Linked DNA regions of Anas platyrhynchos: region 1 is linked to region 2. The links are chromatin contacts, called in public Hi-C maps. All regions are on one chromosome and are shown on one strand. Each heading gives the region's core, a stretch centred on a gene start, on an enhancer-like site or on the middle of the called end of the contact. The rest is flanking DNA. Distances are from core to core; before and after follow the strand shown.

What was found. Hi-C and Micro-C count contacts between places; a contact is called where the count stands out from the background.
Region 1: a contact with region 2 is called in a Hi-C map of subcutaneous adipose tissue, with 2.3 times the contacts expected there. The contact joins two enhancer-like sites. A contact is called at or near these places in 3 of 8 Hi-C or Micro-C datasets (liver, skeletal muscle and subcutaneous adipose tissue).

What each region holds. Positions count from the first base shown.
Region 1 is chr3:53,754,437-53,757,256 of IASCAAS_PekinDuck_T2T, forward strand. PLEKHG1 (pleckstrin homology and RhoGEF domain containing G1) reads left to right here. Exons shown (of 20, transcript XM_072035907.1): 6 at 165-234. Among named protein-coding and RNA genes, the nearest start is that of MTHFD1L, 25 kb to the right of the region's middle. Within about 2 kb of position 1,560, at least 1 of the 8 cell types and tissues checked has an H3K27ac peak or open chromatin away from gene starts, as enhancers often do. A contact at or near this core is called in subcutaneous adipose tissue, where this site is marked.
Region 2 is chr3:53,590,345-53,593,369 of IASCAAS_PekinDuck_T2T, forward strand. The region is part of intron 1 of PLEKHG1 (pleckstrin homology and RhoGEF domain containing G1); the gene reads left to right. Among named protein-coding and RNA genes, the nearest start is that of PLEKHG1, 9.6 kb to the left of the region's middle. Within about 2 kb of position 1,732, at least 4 of the 8 cell types and tissues checked have an H3K27ac peak or open chromatin away from gene starts, as enhancers often do. A contact at or near this core is called in subcutaneous adipose tissue, where this site is marked.

The DNA.
Region 1 (2,820 bases), core at 310-2,809, 160 kb after region 2:
GGGGATCCAGAGGGTTTCTAGTACCCTTTTTTGGACTACCTCCATCATAAGTGCTTTGGGTATCACTGCCATGAACAGTGGAAGTGTCTGGCTCTAGGGTATACGTCTGTGTCTATTCTGAGATGTGCAATAATTGTCTTGGATTTTTCTGTTCTTTGTTTTAGTGAACTTCTGCAAGATTTGGAAAACTGTGAAAATGATCCTGTGGCTATAGCAGACTGTTTTGTTTCCAAGGTAAGAGGCTACTGCAAGAATCTGCAGCACAACGCCTATTGCAGAATGATATGGGAAAGTAAAATTAATTACTTTCGAGACCTAATTTTTATTTCAACCAAGAAAAGTTAGCAAATCAACAGAAAACAAAGGAATTTCTCTTGGTAGACAATAGTGGTATGTCTCTGTCCTGTGTTTAAAAATTTATCTAGCAGCTGATCTTTTGTAAGCACTGGAAGAACCTAGTGTTGGATGTATTTTTGCCACATTGCAGTCGGGCTTGTGGCATGTTGTTATCACTTCAAACAAACTATGTCGAATTGAAGGAGAATGTGGTAAGGGCAAATGCAAAGTCTTTATGCCTGAAATGGAACAACTCCACCTGTGGGCAGGTTCTGGCTGCCCAGTGAACAACTCAGCAGAAAAGGATCTGGGGTCATGGAGCACAAGTGTATCTGCGGTATGCCATTGCAGTGAAGGCCAACAGCATCTTGGGATATATTAGCAAAAATGTAGTCAGCGGATTTAGAGAACCTGCTTCTCTTCCCTTCTATGCAGCACTTGTAAGACTACATAAGGAATACTGTGATGAATTTTGGACTTCTGGTACAAGAAAGACATTGACATACTGGAGTGAGCCAGCAGGTCAGGAGAATGAAAAATATGGTGTACTAAGGCTGACAAAACAAGATTTGTTTAGCTTGAACAAGAAAAAGCTGAGCAGAAATGTCTACTGCTGTCTACCTAACAAGAAAATATAGAGAAGACAAAGTCCAACTGATTTTGGAAGGAGTGCAACGATAGGATAAGGGGTAGTGGACACAAGTTACAACAAGGGAAATTCCAGTTTGTTTTAATGATTTTCAGGTTTGTTGTTTAGCCATAAGAAGGTGGCCAAGCATCAAATGGACTGCAGAGAGGTTGTAGCATCTCCTTCTTTAAAGATATTTAGAGCTCTAGAAGATGAGCAATGTGATCTAAATGGTCCTGCTCTGAGCAGGAGGAAGGATGAGATGACTTTCAGAGTTCCCACCCAATCTAAATTATCCTACGATCTGCTGATTTTGGGGGTCGTTCCAGAGCTGAGGGTCCCAGTTATTCCTGTGGGTTCTACCACAGAGAAAATGTGGACACCATTGTCATACCTTGTGTGTCATGTAAGTTGTTCCTGTGCTGACACCCAGTTGCGAGGCCTTTTGTGATATTTACAGATGTCAGAATTTGGAGTTCGTACATCGTTCTGCCATATTGCATGCTTGTATCTGGGACTACTACTGGCTGAGACACGAAACAGAGGTGGTGCAAGAGATAATAACTAGTCCAGGAAAAAGTTGCTCCCTCAGTGATATTGGCCAGCTGAAAGTAGTTTTCTGATAGACTTTCTGGCCATTAGTTCCAAAATCCATCTGTGTATCATTGCTTGCTTGTGCTTTTTTGTTCCCTTGTCAAATGCTTTTAGCATTTGTATTATTGGCAGGCAACTGCCTGATGGCTCAGAAATTGCTGGAGACTGCAATCCTAGTGAACATTTTTTAACTTCATCCAGACGAGTGCAAACACTTAAAAGCAAAATCAAACAATACCAAAATACCCCACAGTTCTGTTTTTGGCTGTGAAGATGTCATTACAGTAACTGGTGACTGTCTTAACAGACTCCAGTTGTCCATTCTTGGTTGCTCGTATCTTCCCAGCATTGAGTAGTGGAAACAAAACATCCTTTTTTGGCAGTATGCAGTCCTTAAAGTCTTACGGGACTTTAGCCACTTATTGTTTGATTACTTTGAGTGTGCTAGATCTTCACTGTGACTTACACACGGGGATAATTTCATACCAAAGTCATAGCTCATGGCTTTAGCTAATGGATGTAGCTCCAGTGGAGCTTCTTTAGTGTTTTCAGTGGAGCTGTGCTTTGGGTTATGCTGGCTCCATTTTTTTTCACCCTACTGATTCACTTGTGAATATCCTAGTTGTTAGGAATTTAAACACATAATCAAGTTTTCACTGTAGGTACTATGTTTGCTTTTTGCATTTCATGAAACTCAGTAACTGAATGAAGTAATAGCCTTTTCTTTCTTCAGGACTCATGTGAAATGGTGAAAATTTGTTTTGCCTGAATAATAGAATAGTTATGGTTAAAGTAACTGGAGCTTATTGAAATGTTTGCTATTCTTGAAAAAATCTAGTAAGCTTAGTTTTGTAAGGTCTAGTTTTGAACTGTTTACAATGGACTGTTTCTTTGAACTTGAATTTGTTAGTTGGTTTTGTTTAGTAAAATTTGTTGCATAGCTTTTCATGTTTCCCTTACGCATTCATATATCATTGTTTCTTGCGTATAGCATTCATGTTTGAGTAGTAAACAGCCTTGCAACTTTTATTTCTGAGGGAAAAACAGTAAGGATTATCAACTCACATTAGCATACTTTGAACAAAGACTCACAATTGTGGATTTGAGTCTTTATCATTTATTCTGTTGAGTGCCCAAAGTAAATAGCTCCTAAAGTGGCAGCTTTTACTCGTTAACAACTTCATCAAGACATCTTTACTGTAAACCATCCAGTAACATAAAACTCACTAACAGATAAAATAACCATGCAAAGTTATCTGACA
Region 2 (3,025 bases), core at 482-2,981:
TTTATCATCCTGGGGCAAAACATTTCAGCCTCCTCTCACCACTCTTGCTTCCTGCACTCAGTGGTGTTGATATGTGTAAGTGTCCAGAAGAGCCTGAGGACTGAGTGGGAAGATGTTTTCTCTCTTTTTCTCTCCCTCTGCTCTCTATGCCCATTTCTCTATTTCCCCTGCTTAGTCTGGAGAGAATTTTTATTTACCCTTATTTTCTGCCAGGCATCCAGGCTCTGGAAAGTAGTGCTGTCATGCTGCAGCAAATAGGATGCTGCACAGCTGTTGGGGATTCAACCCTTCTAGGCCAGGTGCTGTCTAACCTTACCTTTTGGAGCACATGTTTAAACATTGTTCAAAGCAGTCTGGTCACTGTGGGGTGGTATGGGTGGGTTGGGCAGGATAGGATATTCAAGGCTGCCCTTTGCCAGATAGTTCTTGCTAATTTCCTGGCTGTGCTGCATGGCTTATCTCCCAGACAGAAAGAAGGAAGAGGCTGGGAGAGCATGTTTGCCCCAGAGAGGAGGTATTTGGAAGGGCGGCTGGAGCTTCAGATGGCCAGGTCTGGCAGCTTGCAGGTGTTGTGGTAACAGAAGCTGGCTCTTGTTTAACTGGAGCAAGAGTGGGAATGAGAAGGGCCTGCACAGACAGAAAAGATCCTCACAGACTGGGAATTATGGTCTGACCCTGTCTGAGTTTCTCTTCAGCTCTTCTGTTCAATCATTCAGGTCACAGCAGACTGGTGATGCATTAGCCTTGGGTCATGCCTTGTTTTTTGACCTTGTAGGTGCACTAGCATAGGACCTTTCAGTCTAGAAGCAGAGGCTTGTACATAAAACAGCACTGTATATTTGCTAAGAAGTGAATTTTGGAGAGGAGGACTAAAGAAAGATGAAAACAAATAATCCATGTACAGACCTGGCTTATTTATAATCCTACCTGCTAAAAAATGGAGGCCACTGGGACTCTGACCTGTGGAGTGGAGGGAAGGTGGGACTGAAGTCCGTGTGCCTTAGCAGTCTGATTACTTTAGGAACTGTTCCTTTAAAGCTAATTAAATGGTCTGTCCTACACAAGTTTATCCTGATTTTTTTACTTAGTAGATTAGCCTGACTTGTACAAGCCTCTTCTACATTTGTATGAAAATGTTACTTGCCTTGTCCTAGAGTATTCCCCTACCTGGTTTGTCCTCACAGAGCAGAGCTCAGGCCCCTCTGAAGGTTCCCAAAGTTCCTAAGTGCAAAACCCTCCTCCTGAACTGGTAGCCAAATGCCTGAGCTGTATGAAAATTAACTGTGCTCTTTCCTGCCTGGTGCAGGCAAGCTGCTTTTCAGTTTAACTCTGTTTTTATAGAGTAAATTGCCTTCCAGTAATCAAACAACCCTTTAAAAGATTATACATAAAATTACAGGCATCTCCAAATGCATCGCAGATGTCCTTGGGGTTTCACGTGCCTAAGGGAAAGCCTTGGTTTTTAAAGATGGAAAAAGCAGGAGAGATTAAAGGAAAAAGACTAGTTGCTTTCATAGAAATATGGGAATTATCAGACTGAGTCAGACTTAGACTGTGTAGACCAGGGGCTCTAATTACCACAGTTTGCACCCACTGGCACAGTGCATGCTTTCAGTCATGTAGACAGCCCATGTCTGAAAAGCTGAGCTGTCTCCTTTCGGAGCTGGGTGCCCTATAAGCAGCACTATGGCTTAATTACTCTGGCTGCACGCGCGTTCCTCCTGGGAAGGAGTCCACGTGTTGACGTCTGCTATCAGCCCGAGTCAAAGGAGGAGCAGGGGCAGAGGAGCTGTTGCATTTCTCTGGAACAGCTGCAGTTTGGGATCGGTGCCAGAAGTGGGGGAGGAGATCTTCGGGAGGCCCAAAGAGATAAAGGCGGATCCCTCCAGGTCTAGGGCTTTGAGAGACCAGCGCCGTGTGTGGGCAGGAGTCAGGACGCTGTGTGGGAAATATCTGCAGTTTCACTAGGAAGGGAGTTCCCTCCTGGATCTTCACGCAAGCTGCTTGCCAGTTCGCTTCATGCAAACCGCATGCCTGGCCTTATCACAGATCTAGGCCAGTACGTGGGGTGCAGCCTCTGGCCTTTTCCAGCCCCCTTGGCACTGGATACCTGTAGCTACCGGACTCAAACATGCCCTGCTCTGGGCACAGAGGGCCACGGGGACAAAACCAACGGGGGCTGTCCGACTGCCTTCTAGGCAGCATGAATAAAGCACAATATGGGAAGTTTATGCTCAGGGTGGAGAACTTGGCTAGCCTGTGTAATGCAGCTCTCGGCCTTGTGTTGCTTGCTGTTCATGGGGTACGAGGCTGAGGGTGTTCCAACGGAGCAGATAAATATAGGGTTTAGTAATATTGTCAGAACTTTTCCTCAGCTGTCTGCTTAATATGAAGTGGCGAGCATAAAGGCCACGTATTGTTTCTACCTTTTGGTATTTGATACCAGAAGGGCACTTTGCAAGTCCACAGACACGCCTGTGCTTCCTGTGACTTCATTTGGAAGTATCCAACCACACCTGGGGGGGAGCTGTAAAGTGCAAGTTGGGATGACAGCATCTTTTGTAAATACAAGAGGATTTCCTGGGATTATGTTTGAATGCCTGGATCTCTTGGGGAGGGGGGAAACGTATTTGGTCTAACAAAGCCATGAGAAGGTTTTCTGCATTATGTAATTTATAAGGTCACTGGCAATAGTCCAGCCAGCAACCTGCTTCAAAGTAACTGACTTCAGATTATCCATGTTGTTCTGCTGAATAAACCCAAATGGCATGGGATACAAGTACATTAAAATCCTAGCCACAGTCTAGAATGTTTCTGTCATTCTTTTCTATAAGCATTAAAGTAGTACAAAACAGTCATCTGCATGTTACTTCTCGGGATGTGCTATAGGATTACTTTGTGACCAATCTCTGCAATTTCTCAGTGACTCCGCTTTCTGGTATATTCTTCATAAAGCTTTCTTTCCCTTTTGTATTTAAAATTTGTTCTGACTCTGAACAGGGCAGAATAAATGCATCCTAATGAA